Linked DNA regions of Gossypium raimondii: region 1 is linked to region 2. The links are chromatin contacts, called in public Hi-C maps. All regions are on one chromosome and are shown on one strand. Each heading gives the region's core, a stretch centred on a gene start, on an enhancer-like site or on the middle of the called end of the contact. The rest is flanking DNA. Distances are from core to core; before and after follow the strand shown.

Region 1 (7,425 bases), core at 2,713-5,212, 110 kb before region 2:
GTTATCATCATCCATCGACTTCATCAAATTCTAGAGCCCTTTATGCTTAGACGTCGTGTTGAAGATGTGGAAGGTTCACTTCCTCCAAAGGTATGCTGTTCTTGTGTCCTGCTTTAGAAATCACTTATTGTTTGCTGGTTCTAATGATGTTTTTTCCTTGGCCAACTACAGGTCTCAATAGTTTTAAAATGCAGAATGTCAGCTATTCAGAGTGCCATTTATGATTGGATAAAATCAACTGGGACTCTTCGAGTTGATCCAGAAGATGAGAAGCGCAAGGTTCAAAAAAATCCAATATACCAGGCTAAGGTGTACAAAACTTTAAATAACCGGTGTATGGAGCTTCGGAAGACTTGTAATCATCCTTTGCTTAATTACCCATATTTCAATGACTTCTCCAAAGATTTCCTTGTAAGATCTTGTGGGAAATTGTGGATCCTAGACAGAATCCTAATAAAACTTCAGAGAACCGGGCATCGAGTATTACTCTTTAGTACCATGACGAAGCTTCTGGATATCTTGGAGGAATACTTGCAGTGGAGGAGGCTTGTCTACAGACGTATTGATGGAACAACTAGTTTGGAAGATCGAGAATCAGCTATTGTTGACTTCAATAGCCCGCACTCTGAGTGCTTCATATTCTTACTAAGTATTCGTGCTGCTGGACGTGGTCTAAATCTTCAATCTGCTGACACTGTAGTGATCTATGATCCTGATCCAAATCCTAAAAATGAGGAACAGGCAGTTGCTAGAGCTCACCGAATTGGACAAACAAGGGAAGTCAAAGTAATTTACATGGAAGCAGTTGTTGACAAAATCTCTAGTCAGCAGAAGGAGGATGAATTAAGGAGTGGAGGTACAGTTGATTTTGAGGATGATTTTGCTGGTAAGGATAGATATATGGGATCCATTGAGAGCCTCATAAGGAATAACATTCAACAGTATAAAATCGACATGGCCGATGAAGTAATCAATGCTGGACGTTTTGACCAGAGAACAACACATGAAGAGAGACGCATGACTTTGGAAACATTGTTGCATGATGAGGAGAGGTATCAAGAAACTGTCCATGATGTTCCCTCATTGCATCAGGTAAATCGCATGATAGCAAGAAGTGAGGAAGAAGTTGAGCTGTTTGATCAAATGGATGAAGAACTGGATTGGACTGAGGAGATGACTTGTCATGAACAGGTGCCTAAGTGGCTTCGAGCCAGTGTAAGAGAAGTAAATGCTGCTGTAGCTACTTTATCAAAAAAGCCATCAAAGAACATTTTATTTACTGCTGGTGGCGGTACTGAATCCAAAGAAACAGATACTGAGAGAAAAAGGGGGCGGCCTAAGAAAAAAATTCCCAGCTATAAGGAAATAGATGAAACTGGGGAATTTTCTGAGGCAAGTTCTGATGAGAGAAATGGCTATTCTGGGAATGAAGAAGAGGGAGAAATTGGTGAATTTGAAGATGATGAATTTAGTGGTGCTGTTGGGGCTCCACCTGTAAATAATGACCAGTCAGAAGAAGATGGTGCACTTGGTGATGATGGGTATGAGGATGCCCAGGCTTCAGAACACATTAGAAACAACCACATACTTGAAGAAGGTGGTTCTTCAGGATCATCATTGGATAGTCGTAGACCAACACAGATGGTGTCTCCAATATCTCCTCAGAAATTTGGATCTCTCTCTGCATTAGATGCTAGGCCTGGTTCAGCTGCAAGAAGACTGGCATGTCTCTTTTCCTATAATGATTTGTTATTGCGGCATTTGTTGAATTCTGGTGTTTTCTCATGTTTTGTTTATTTTGGCAGTCCGATGATTTGGAGGAAGGTGAAATTGCAGGATCGGGAGATTCTCACATGGACCACCAGCAATCTGAAAGTTGGAATCATGATCGCGATGAAGGCGAAGACGAACAAGTTGTCCAACCCAAGATAAAACGAAAGCGCAGTATTCGGGTTCGACCTCGTCAAACTGTGGAAAGAGTAGAGGAGAAATCGGCCACTGAAGAGCCTCTTCTCCAGCGTGGAGGTTCATCTCTGTTGTCTTTCCAGCTGGACCAAAAATACCAATCACAACTGAGGACTGATACTGAAAGAAAACCAACACGTGAACGCAATGCTTTCAAGCATGATCCAAATGATTCGTCTTCCAAAAGTAGGAGGAACTTACCGCCAAGACAAATAGCTAATACATCAAAGTTGCATGCATCAGTGAAGCCTGGTCGAATGAATTCTATGTCTGCTCCTTCAGAAGATGCTGGCAAACCCTCCAGAGAGAGCTGGGACAGTAAACTGGTTAATACATGCGGGTCTTCAAATTTTGGTGCTAAGATGTCTGACGTCATCCAAAGAAAGGTATACTTGAAGTGACTGTAATTTTGTGTCTGGTTTGTATATCTGTTTCTTACCTTAAATATGTAGCCATCATGGGTTTTTTTCCTGGTCATAGGTGATACTTTGGAAACCTTGCTTTAGTTTTATGAATTGCTTGATGGTGTTTCTTGTAGCATGCTCTCATCAGTCTCCATATCTCTGGTCCTCCTGAATTACTTAGCTTTCTTCATTCGGATTGGATCTTTTGTAATTGCATCTAATGCTCTGCAGCGTAAACAGGTTTCATCTTAGCCTGTTCTCTCATCGACAAATTGGTTTAGGTTTTGCTATGTTAGGCATTTGGATAACTGGAGTGTATTTTATGAGGTTGGGAATCTTCTTTTCGGGTTTTGGAAGTTTTATTTGTTATACAATATGGTCAATCATTTGCTCTACCTGGTTGTTTTTTGTCCATGTCCATCTGCTTTTTGTTTTCTTTTTTGGAATTGGTCTTTGTGTGTTTAATCTTGAAGTCATTTTATTTTTCCTGGTTTGCATGTAATGAATAATTGAAGGATTGCATATCAAAATATCTTCCCTTTTGAGAAGTGAGCAGTTTCCACCTTTGGCCTTTATTGACTAGAAAATTCTCGTCTTTCCAGTGCAAAAATGTGATTAGCAAGCTTCAGAGGAGAATAGATAAGGAGGGTCAACATATAGTACCACTTTTGACGGACTTGTGGAAGAGAATTGAAAACTCTGGTTACACAGGTGGAAGTGGAAGCAATCAGTTGGATTTCCGGAAGATTGATCAGCGTGTTGACAGATTAGAGTACAGTGGAGTTATGGAGCTTGTTTCAGATGTGCAGCTAGTTTTAAAAAGTGCCATGCATTTTTACGGTTTTTCACATGAGGTATAATCTCTAATCATATCTTGGCATTTTTTGGTGTCTTTAGGTGTTCACACCAACCTTTGCATCACTCTTTTGACTTTTGCCGTGGATAGTCATTCTGGAATCAAATAGTTTGAGAGCTTTTCATCGAATTTAACCTACTTATACTGTGTTTAGGGTTTAATTTTGTGAACTTCCTGATCTTTTTTCTTCTTCTGGAAATGTACTTGGGATTCACAGGTCAAATCTGAAGCAAAGAAAGTACACGATCTGTTTTTCGACTTGTTGAAGATAGTATTTACAGATACAGATTTCCAGGAAGCTAGAAATTCATTATCTTTCTTCAGTCCAGCATCTACGTCCACCTCGGGTCCCTCCTCTAGACAGGTAGCTGTTGGCAAGAGACAGAAGCAGATGACGGATGTAGAATCTGATTCAGGCTTGACTCAAAAGTCGTTACAACAACGTGGACCCACCCATACTGGTGAGGAAACAAGGATTAGAGTGCAGTTGCCCCAAAAGGAATTGAGGCTTGGGAGTGGAAGTACCAGGGAACCATATCAACAAGGTGATTCTCTTCCAACTCATCCGGGAGAGCTGGTTACTTGCAAGAAGAAGAGGAAAGACAGGGAAAAGTCTATGGTAAAGCCTAGGACTGGATCTGTTGGCCCCATTTCATCCCCGAGTATAGTTCGGAACATCAGGAGTCCAACAGCAGGATCAGTCTCTAAGGATGTGAGACCGACCCAACAGACCACCCATCAGCCTTGGCCCAACCAACCTGCTCATCTGTCAAATGGTAGTAGTGGGAGTGTTGGTTGGGCCAATCCTGTGAAGAAGTTGAGAACAGACACAGGTAAAAGGAGGCCAAGCCATTTATGACTTTCTAGTTTCTAGATCATCACCTTAAAAAAGAAAAAGAAAAAGAAATTGCTGCCATTGAGTGCAAGTGCCTAGTGTATTTTGTGGCTCTTCATGGCCTGTACAACTGCAATTAGATCATACCATTAATGTAGTGTAGGCTCATTGATCCCCCTCGCTGTATACGTCTTTCCGTAGTAGTTTCAATGCAATAGTTTTCATATCTGCAGCTTGCAGGTATCACTATTTATACCCATGTTTTCCTTTTGGAAGAAATAGATTGCAGTTTTAGTACGAGAAAAGAGCTTGCGAATATTAAGATTCGAGTATCGTATTTACTGCATGAATTTGCCATTGACAGAAGACAGGCTTAATTGTACATTTATTTAGTGACAGCAGGAACTATTGAGAGTTGAGAAAGTTCTTTCCTCGTAAACAAATTCAAGTCTATTTCGAGTTCGGATTTGGCTCGATAAGATGCATCATCATTTACAGATTTTACAGTACAATCACTCTTCTAGTCGTTTTCACTGAGTACCTCATTACTGTATTTTCCCCTTTGCGGCTACTGGTTCGGAAACCTGTCATAATTTCTATATAGGATCGAAATAAAGGATCAAAGAGTCATTATATCGGCATTGAAGCATGACTGGGGATATCGTGGATGCCAGTAATGTTCACTTATTTGCCATGCGAAGACAACTATAATATAGTATAAAGCATATATGCTAAGAAATAGGGCATCTGAATTAGCTAAATAAGCAAACACAACAATGCTTCCCACATTAAAAACCTTGGGGAAAAATGTTGATACCTTTAACTCTTAGTTCGTACGCACCTCGGTCGTGCAAGAAAAGGAAAGCAACTCTAGAAGGTAAGCTTTCTAACCAAGGTAATCAATATTGCCACCAATGAGGCTAAAATACTATTATCACAAAGCATCTTCGAGTTGCATTAATAAAGTACAGTACATATTTTTACCCAACATGGGGCCTTAAGTGGTAAAAGCACTACTCCCTCTACTAGAAAAAAAAATTAATTCTTACACGTTAAAACGAAGAGTAAATTGGAAAACTACCAAAACGAAAAGAACCACTAGTAAATTGCAAACAACCCAAGAACAAACCTTCAATGGATTCCAGCCACCGAAAACACTGCACACTGGTGCATTGTTTTCAACTCCAATGTTACTAGAAAAACAATCAAGATTACAATAGCATTCTCCAAAATTCATAGCTAATACGCTGAAAAAAGAATGATGAATCTTTTGGGAAAGAATTGAAAACTAGAATTTAAATGATACAATATCAAGATCCACTAATCTCTTTTGTAAAAAGAAAAAAAATATTATTTAATCAAATCATTGGATACATACTTATATTTGAGATTTATATTTAGGTAGCATTTGAGAATAAAGCTTCTTAAATTTAGATTTGGATTTAAAAGATAATGTAAATTGAGTAATAAACTACTTAGAAATATAATATTTATGATAATTTCTCAAATTTATGGGTCTGTTAGATGCCTATTTAATAATGAATCCCAAATTCTTAAAATGTATTTGGATTTGACAAATCCATGTTTTATACTTATTTTAATATATATTATATTTTTGAGCCAGAGTATATATTTTATTAAAATTTAATTAATTTATCTATAATATATGTATTTCATTCTTACCATTTAAACATTTACATAATAAATAAAATCCATGTTCCCAAACAAAACATTATAATTTTATCAATTAAATAAGATCTCAATCTATAAGCAAGAAAATGAAAAACATTGTCTTACCAAATAATTAAAACATCAAATAAAAAAATGTAGTACAAAACTAATGTAACTAATTATTAAATCATAAAATTTATATAAATAATAGTTATATAACTACTTTACCTATGGAATTTTGTCAAGTTAATCACTTTGAAAATGAAAGAGCTTTTTCATAGGATTAATCTAATGGAAGTTTACCACATGCTTATCCATGGGCTATCACCAAATCACATTAAAGTCTATCTAGAGATTTTTCCTGTCATATCTTATAAAGTCCTCGGAACTCTATTTGATGACTTAACAAAGTGTAGCCACATCACATACTATCACATCTTGATAGAGCACTCTATAATTTTATTATCGACATTCACAATAGGACACCTGTTTAGTGAAATTCATAATCATCATCAAATCAACCTTAAAACTCGAATTATAAATTAACATTGTATGTTATCTTTATGTACCAAAATGTATAAAAATTTCCAAATACAAATATTATTTTAGAAAAACATGTCAAACTTGAGTATGAAATAATGTATTAATCCTTAAAAACGTATGGCAAATTTCTGGGATAAAAAATTTGTAAAGAATATTTGCCATAAATGTTTTTACCCTTCTTGTATAAAAGAGGTTGGGAATAACAAAATTATTTGAGTTAATTATATGAACTTGAGTTAATTTTCAATTTCTTTTCAGAAGATACCAAAACAAAGCCAGAACAATTAAATTGATAGAAACCACTATGGGAATATTTTTAATTAAGCCCCTCCAAGTTTTTAATGCTTAGCATAACATCCTTTAAATTTCTATTATCTTTTATTTTTATTACACTGTCGAATTTTCAATATTTGCTTATGAAATTTGTTATCAATCCTTCCAATCTTTTTATTTTTAAAATTTGAAAGCTTGAAATAGTCATAGCTGAATTCTATTATAATTATCATCTTTATCAGTGAAATCCATAAATGTTGGACATAAGCTAAGGCTATGGTTCTAACATCACGTATTATGGGTGGAATCCTATGTGATAATTATGTTTAATTTTGGGTTTTATATTAATTTTGCATTTGAAGTTTTAATTTTTAATAAAATAAGTGTTGTTTATGATTTTTGGATGTTATTTGATAAATTTCAATTTTTTCGAAAATATTTAATTTTTTTCAAACTTTTATACAATATTTTTGAAAAATAAATCTTATATTATTTTACTATTTTAAATATAAAATATTTATTTTTACATCATAAAAATAAAAACTAATTATGAATTAAATAAAAATTGAATCCAGTTCGTTTGAGGTAACCATGGTTCCTTAACTTGTGAATTAAAAATCGTTTAAGCACCATTAGTTTGGATTGTTTTTCGATTTCTCAATTTTTTTTCTTATCGTACCTAAATGCAAATAAGAAAAAAAAAAGATGTTTTACTCATCTTAGATTTTCTCTAACCTTTTTCATATTTCTTTGGCATTCTCACAACAAGAAACTCTAGTGCACTGCAAGGAGAGTATGCATAGCCTCTAATTGAGCCTTCTTTGCATCATTTGCATCCAATCTTTCTTATTCCTTATTGACTTCCAAAAGGTAATTCA
Region 2 (7,449 bases), core at 3,103-5,602:
AATATTTTATACAATATCTTAAAAGAACTTAATAATCTTTTAGAAAAAACTTCATCCTAAAAATTTTACTATTTTTAAAATAACCATCCACTCCCATAAAAACAATTTCACTCAAAATAAATAAATAAAACTAGGGGTGAACATTCGATCGAATCGAGTAAAAAAATTTCGAGTTAATCGAGTTGACGATCATCCTAAATCGATTTGAAATTTTTCGAATCGAGTCGAGTGAAATTGTTCAAGTTAAATTAAAAAAAAAACCGGTTTCAGTAGAGCTAATTTCATGTTAGAGCATATAAATTTAAAACCATATATTTTTTAAAACCTTTTTAAAGCAAAATAATAAAAAAAATACTATGATAAAGTTGAATTATTAATTAATTTATTTAAATCCCAAAATTATTATTTTAGAAAATTTTAATTTTTAACTTCATATATTTTTAGAATTTATTTTGAAGTTTTTATAAATATTTTGAATTTTAAAAATCATTTTAAATTTTTAAAATTATTTTGAATTATTTTATAATTTTTGTTGAGAGAAACCAATATGCTCATTTTTAAACTTGACAGAGACCAAAAGGTATTTATACCAATCTATTATTCAATTGTAAAATTCAACTAGATTCAAACTCGAAACTCGAATTACTTATTCGAATTGACTCGAATAATTGAATAATACAAAATTTAAAAAAAATCAACTTTTTGAATTAGATCGAGTTTTGCTCAACCCCAAATAAAACCATAAATAATTTAACAAAGTTACATGAAAATTTATAATTTTAGTTTTTACAAAATATGTATGAAGCATAAGAATTTTTTGTTGAAGCATAAGAATTTTTTTGTCACCCATATAGTGAAGCAAGTTAATCTAGCATAGATAACATAGGTAAAAATATTTTAATTATAAATTAATGGTCATTTTCTTTCTCATTTCACCGCAACCACTATGTTTGCATCCATACAACAAAGTTCATTATTGATTTTAATCTCTCTACTACAAGGCTCAATTTCACTGCCGCCACTATTTTTAATCACACCGCACATTCAAATAGAGAGACAAAATGAGACTAAATGAAAAGTGAACAAAACTCGATTCGATTTGAACAAATCAAAAAATAAATTCGAATTTCGAGTTAATTGAATTGAGTTATTCAAATTAATTGAGTTGAATTTTACAATTCAAATAACTCGAATAATTCAAATAACAAATTGGTGTAAATACCCTTTTTGTCCTCGTCAAGTTTGAAAATGAGCAAATTGATCTCTCTCAACAAAAATTTCAAAATAATTTTCAAGTTTTCAAAATAATTTTTAAATTCAGAATATTTATAAAATTACAAATTTTATATTTTTAAAAATTATAAAAATTTCAAAAAATCTAAAAATATATAAAGAAAGTTAAAAATTAAAATTTTCTATAATAATAATTTTGGGCCTAAATAAGTTAATTAATGATGTGTATGATAGTATTCTTTTACTATTTTACTTTCAAAAGTTTTCAAATATATATGGCTTTAAATTTATGCACTCTAAAATGAAATTAGTTATCTTTAATGAGATTTTAATTTAACATGTTTAATTTTTAATTTAACTCAAACAATTTCATTCGACTCAATTCAAAAAAATTCAAATCGAGTTAGGATGATAAAATAAGACTAATCAACTCAATTAACTCAAAAAATTTTCACTTAATTCTATCAAATGCTCACCCCTGAATGAATGTGATGAAATATGACTCACAGAAACAACCTAAATCTAAGGACATACAGAGTGATGAATAGATATGTTTAGAACAATCATGTTAAAAGTAACACAGAGGCCCTTTACTAAGAGTCAAATTACATTTTGCACCATTTATTAAAAAAATAAATAAACTAATCTTTATACATTAGAATAAAAGGCAAACTGATCATTTCTATTAAAATTTCATCAATTCCTACCGTTAAAAATTGGTCAAACAGTTACACGTGACGTGCCACCTGCATTTCATGTTGACGTACATGAACCAATTTTTAAAAGTAGAAATAAAAGAAATTTTTAATAGAACCAGTTTGCTATTTAATCTAAGTTACATGGACTAATTTACTCATTAGTAGATGTGCAAAATACAATCTGACTCATAATATAAGGGCCTCTCAGTACTTTTATCAACAATGGCTAATTTTGCTACTTTCCTTTTCTAGCACCAAGATGGATGGCATGCAGCTGATCTTATTAATCACGAGGAAGTAAAAATGCATAATGGAGCATTTTCAAGCAAACTACCACCACAGCATTCAATGAAATTGAAATTTAAGAATGATATAAATTATTCTAAGATCAATTAACAAAATAAACAATAAAAGGAACAGGTGATAAGTAAATTAACATCTAGCTTGAATTAATGAATAAAATGCAGGCAAGCTTAGAAAAGGGTGATACGTACCTGCAAATTGGACTGGCCAGCACTTGAACTATCATCCTTTCTGCCAAAGGCAGCTTCCCGAAACAATAAAACCTGCTTCCAAAGTTCTTCACTCCCATAAGCCGTCCATTTTGAACTCTCTGGTAATGAACCAACCACCAAAGCACAAGGATTCTTTGCAACCTCGTTAACCCAATTAAGCATTTCCCATGTAGAATCCCGTTTTCTCTTATGAGATGAAAAGTTTTCCTTAATGCTGTTTGAATCTAATATCATAACATCATCGTCATCAACAATATCCGTGTATTGCTTACATTCAACACAATCCTCATCCTCGTTACACATTGAGTTGGTTGCACTTTTCGCCATATCGGAAGGCATATCATCTACATCGATTAAAATGAACCTCTTTTCACACTCCGAATCAACCACCGTACTCTTTAGATCATCATCATTCTGCAAATTTTCAACCAACGTACTCTTTAGATCATCATCATTCTGCAAATTTTCAACTTCCTCATAACGTAAAACCCTCTTTGTCAAATCGATACGCATAGATTCCTCCCCTTTTACACATTTATCTCCTCCATCTGACCCTGCCACTATACTCTCCTCAACTTGTGAATATTCCATAACTTTCTTCTTCGATTCCAACAAAAACCCTTTAAGCTCAGCTCCCAACTCCATCAAATGACCACTACAATTCGATTCAATCTTCGAGTCTTCACTTTGAAAAAATTGTTCCAACCATCTCTCTAATGAAACTAAGTACTTAACATAAACTAACTTAAGCGATGAAGCCACATTTAAATCAAACCCAGATTCTTTAGCAACCAAATCCCATAACCCACTTTTTGAAACAGCATTGTACCCACCATTCTCACTTACAACCAAGAAAAGCTTAAACAAATCCACAGGTTGCCCATCTGCAAGCAATGGAGGAAGAGGCCGATAGCAACCTTGGGCACAAACCTCTTTTAAAAACAACCCAAGAAACTTGTTAAACCAGAACCTAATCTTATCAGGTTCAGATTTCAAAAACAATCCTTCAGAAAAGGGATCGAGATCGACCAACGCTGGCTCGAGTTTTTCTAGGGTTTTAGCGCAATCTAGTGAAGACCCATCAGCTCTCATAGACCACCCTGCCATGGATTTCGAATTCAAAACCTAAAAACAAATAATTCTTTGTATATTTGTATAATCATTCATTCTTTCACCAAAAACGCAAAATAAATAAAATTTTGGGGGACCAAAACGAAATAAAAACAAACTTAAAAAAAAAAAACTCACAACTGAAATATTTAGATTTTAAATACCAACTAAACATCTGGGGTCTTGCATGCTATCAATTTTTTGGCGGAAAAAAAATGAAAATTAATAATCTAGGGTTTTGATTTGTGAATTTTGGTTTGTCCCGCGCTTTCTCTCACTTTCTCTTAATTGCAGATGGAGCGAAAAGAGGAAAAAAGGATTTAGAACTTTTCTTCAGGGGCTAAATTACAAGGTTTTACAGATACAAACCCTTGAATAGAAAATCCAAGATTCTCAAACAATTTTGAATTTATCTTATAAAAATTTAGACTAATTAAACAAAAAATTTCAAAAATAAAGAGAGAAAATTGAAAAATAAACATACCAGTATTATATTTTTTTCCTTTTGGCCCCTTTGGGGTGTGAAAATAAGCAAGGATTTTCGATAGCCCCTCCCTTTAGACTCCCTTTGCCTTTGGGGTTTTTTTTCTTTTTCACCCCTCAAATTCTCTCTTTTGCTACTTTTTTTCTACCCTTTTCTTTTTAGGGTTTTTTATTAAGCCCCTCTCTTTTTGCTATTTTTCTTCTCTCTCTTTGGGTTTGTTTTTTTCAAATCTTAAAAGAAAAAAAAACTCTTTGGGGGTGAATAATGAATGTGTTAAATATATATATAGGAGAGAAAAAAAGTATGGGCAAGTTTTTGAGTAGGGTTTCAAACAAAGTCCCCCACCCCCAAACCCTTTATTTTATACTAGCTATTTGTCATGATTGGTTAACCTTTGGTTAATTAATAACCATGGGTTGAGGGGATAGTTTGGTAATTTAAAATCTCAAGAATAATAAAAGTTTTTGAGGAAATAAAGTTTGAGAAATTTTCAAATACTTTTTTATAAGTTTTTTAAATCTCACAAGTGGGTAACAATTCGTATCTTTTAAAGTATAGTAAAAATAAAACTCGTTAATATTTGAGAAGAATCGTGATTCGAACCTCGATAGAAGTCTTAGTTAGTGATAGATCTGAAACCATCAACTTTCTTTAAAATATAATCTAACTATTAGATTGTTTTATTAGTTTTCTTTAAAGCTTTTCTCATTAATAGTCTTATTTGGTGAGAGATTCAAAATCAACACAATTAACTCTCTTTAGATCTTGAGTTGAGGCAACCTTCTTTCCTTATAAATATTTTTGTGAATATTTTAACTAATGAAAATTTATACATGAAATCTTTTTCTTAGATATTTATAAATTTGTGATACAAATTTTGTTAGTGATTTATGGGAGAGATTCACTTATACAAGTTTTACACCATTTCGTAACTTTTTACATGAGTAATATTTTAACAATCTAACTGTTAAATTTATTAATATAATAGTACTTGTCATGCATATAAGTTTTGAGCCAATCGGATATCTTTATCATATTGATCTAAAATATTGTCTATATTAATATACATTATGTTATTTTTTATTTATGAATTTGAAATAATTTGTGTTTATACAAATTTAAAAAAAATTATACTAGATATTTGTTATTTAGTTTTAAAATTGGATATACATATTTATCCTTATCTTCATGATTTTATGTATATACCCATATAAATAAAATATCAAACACAGAAGAGATTTTTTTTTCTTAATATTCTCATTATAGGGTCTGATCATATCTGTTTCTTTTGATACAATACTTAGAACTACCTATAGCTCATCCTCAATCCATAAATAGGAGGATAATGCGCTTCAACATACTCGAACCCACATCCTCCTACATTGACAACAATATTCATATTAATCGAGTTAAAATTCAATCTGCAACACAAAAGAATTTTTAAATTAAGGTGTTTGATGAAATGTTTAAAAATTTTGAATTGAATTTTTTTAATATTTAATTTTTTAAAATGTTTTGCTAATTATATTAGATTATATATATCATAGAATAAGATATATAAACATTAAAATTATAATAACAGGCATCTATTTTTTATTTAATTTTATAATTTTTTAAAGATAAATTTTATAATTTTTCATTTATGTTTCAAAAAGCACATTTACATTTAAAAAAAATTAAAAGCAATCCTGAAAATTTTAATAGATAATAATTTTAAATATTAAGTTGTAATTTTAATTAGACTTGTCCATAGGCTAGGCCGGGCTCGAGAGGTGAGAGGATTTGGATAAAAATATAAACCCAAAAAATGAGTTTTGACAACAAAATAAGACCTATTTTCAGGTAAGCTTTTTTTGGCCCGAGCCCAACTAGGCCTAACCTGAATTTGCAAAAAAAAAAAAAAACCGTTGTTGTTTTTTATTATTTTGCCATTTTTTCATTGTTTTGATATCATTTCGCTATTATATTACTATTATTTTATTGCTATTATTTGGATATTGTATAACTCTTGTTTTATTAGTAATTTTGATATTATTTTAGAGGTATTTACTTGCTAAATTGCATTTATCTTAGTGTTATTTAAACATATTTTTTTAATATTTTTTCAATTTGTTGAGAAACATTTATTTTAATGTATTTAGTGTATTTGATGTATTATATCTTTTAAGTTTATTTTTATATAAGAAATTTTAATACGGTGGTTGGACTCAAGTTTTAGCATTTTTATTTGGGACTAGCTTGAGCAAAATTTTAAACCCATATTTCAGGTTGGGCCGAGCCTAGGCTTAGAAAGCAAACCTAAATTTTTTACTTGACCGACACAATCCATGAACAACTCTAATTTTAATTAGATAGTTGAAAATTTTAAAATTTAGATAAATATTTAATAAAATAAAAATTAATTAGATGATTTACCAATTTGATTTAACTTGAATATTTATTTATATCTTATGCATGAAATTATTTTTAAAATTTAGTTAAATATTTAATTAAATAATAAAGATAATTTGAATAAAATTATTTTAGCTATTTTTATATAAACTTATTTTAACATTAATTATCTTTTTACTTTCAATAATCATAAATCTATTAAAATTATAATTTTAAAATTAAATAATAATTATCTTTAAATTTTAATTACCTATCAATAACTCTATAAATACGGTTGTAAAAACTTTCATTTTTGAAAGTTGCTCTTGTTTTTTCTCTTATAGCCTTCAAGAAAAGAAAAGTTTGTGTTAGCTTTTAAATGTTCGATGAGGCCAAAGGATATAGGAATTAGAATAGAAAGTGGAGGTTGAAGAACAATTGTTGGGTTCATCAAGTTTCTTCCATACATGAGAAACAAATGACCAGTAGCAGAGCCAGAATTCTTTTTTTGTGGAATTAAATTGTATATTTTTACGATAGTAAAAATGTAATTTCACTATTTTAATAAACAAATCAAACTTTTATTATTTTGGAGGACTAAAGTACAATTTTACCATTACTAATTTAAAATTTTATAACTTATAAAAGGCCTAACTGAAAATTTTCTATTTTAGGGGTGAGTCAAGGCCCCTGCCTGCCCCTCTTAGCTCCGTCACTGCAAATGACATTCACCTTCCAAACTTTACCTATACAGCGACACTCTAGAGATGTTTTATGTAATTTTGTAGGACTTGCTTCTTTGTGGTGTTTTTTTTTACAGCAATGCTTTAAGATTGTTTATTACTTCATTTATGAAATTAAATCAAAATTTTAAAGGATAAATCAAATTTTTATTATTTTTAGGAGCTAAAGTGCAATTTTACCATTTTCAATTTAAAATTTTATAACTTATAAAAGGGCTAAATGTAAAATTTTCCATTTTAAGGGGGTCGGGGCCCCTGCCTGCCCCTCTTGGCTCTGCCACTGCAAATGACATTCA

The links. A called contact is a pair of places that touch in the nucleus more often than the background predicts.
Region 1: a Hi-C map of leaf shows a contact between it and region 2, with 1.8 times the contacts expected there. The contact joins the enhancer-like site here to the promoter of LOC105763867 in region 2. A contact is called at or near these places in 2 of 2 Hi-C or Micro-C datasets (both in leaf).

Annotation. Positions count from the first base shown.
Region 1 is chr12:36,364,553-36,371,977 of ASM2569854v1, reverse strand. It overlaps LOC105763869 (ATP-dependent helicase BRM), which reads left to right. Exons shown (of 14, transcript XM_012582252.2): 10 at 1-90; 11 at 172-1,722; 12 at 1,806-2,351; 13 at 2,972-3,223; 14 at 3,443-4,365. The coding sequence ends at 4,084. Among protein-coding and RNA genes, the nearest start is that of LOC105763869, 10 kb to the left of the region's middle. Within about 2 kb of position 3,962, the one cell type or tissue checked has open chromatin away from gene starts, as enhancers often do. A contact at or near this core is called in leaf, where this site is marked.
Region 2 is chr12:36,252,957-36,260,405 of ASM2569854v1, reverse strand. It overlaps LOC105763867 (AT-rich interactive domain-containing protein 1), which reads right to left and starts at 4,352. Exons shown (of 3, transcript XM_012582248.2): 1 at 4,041-4,352; 2 at 2,426-3,546. The coding sequence starts at 3,538.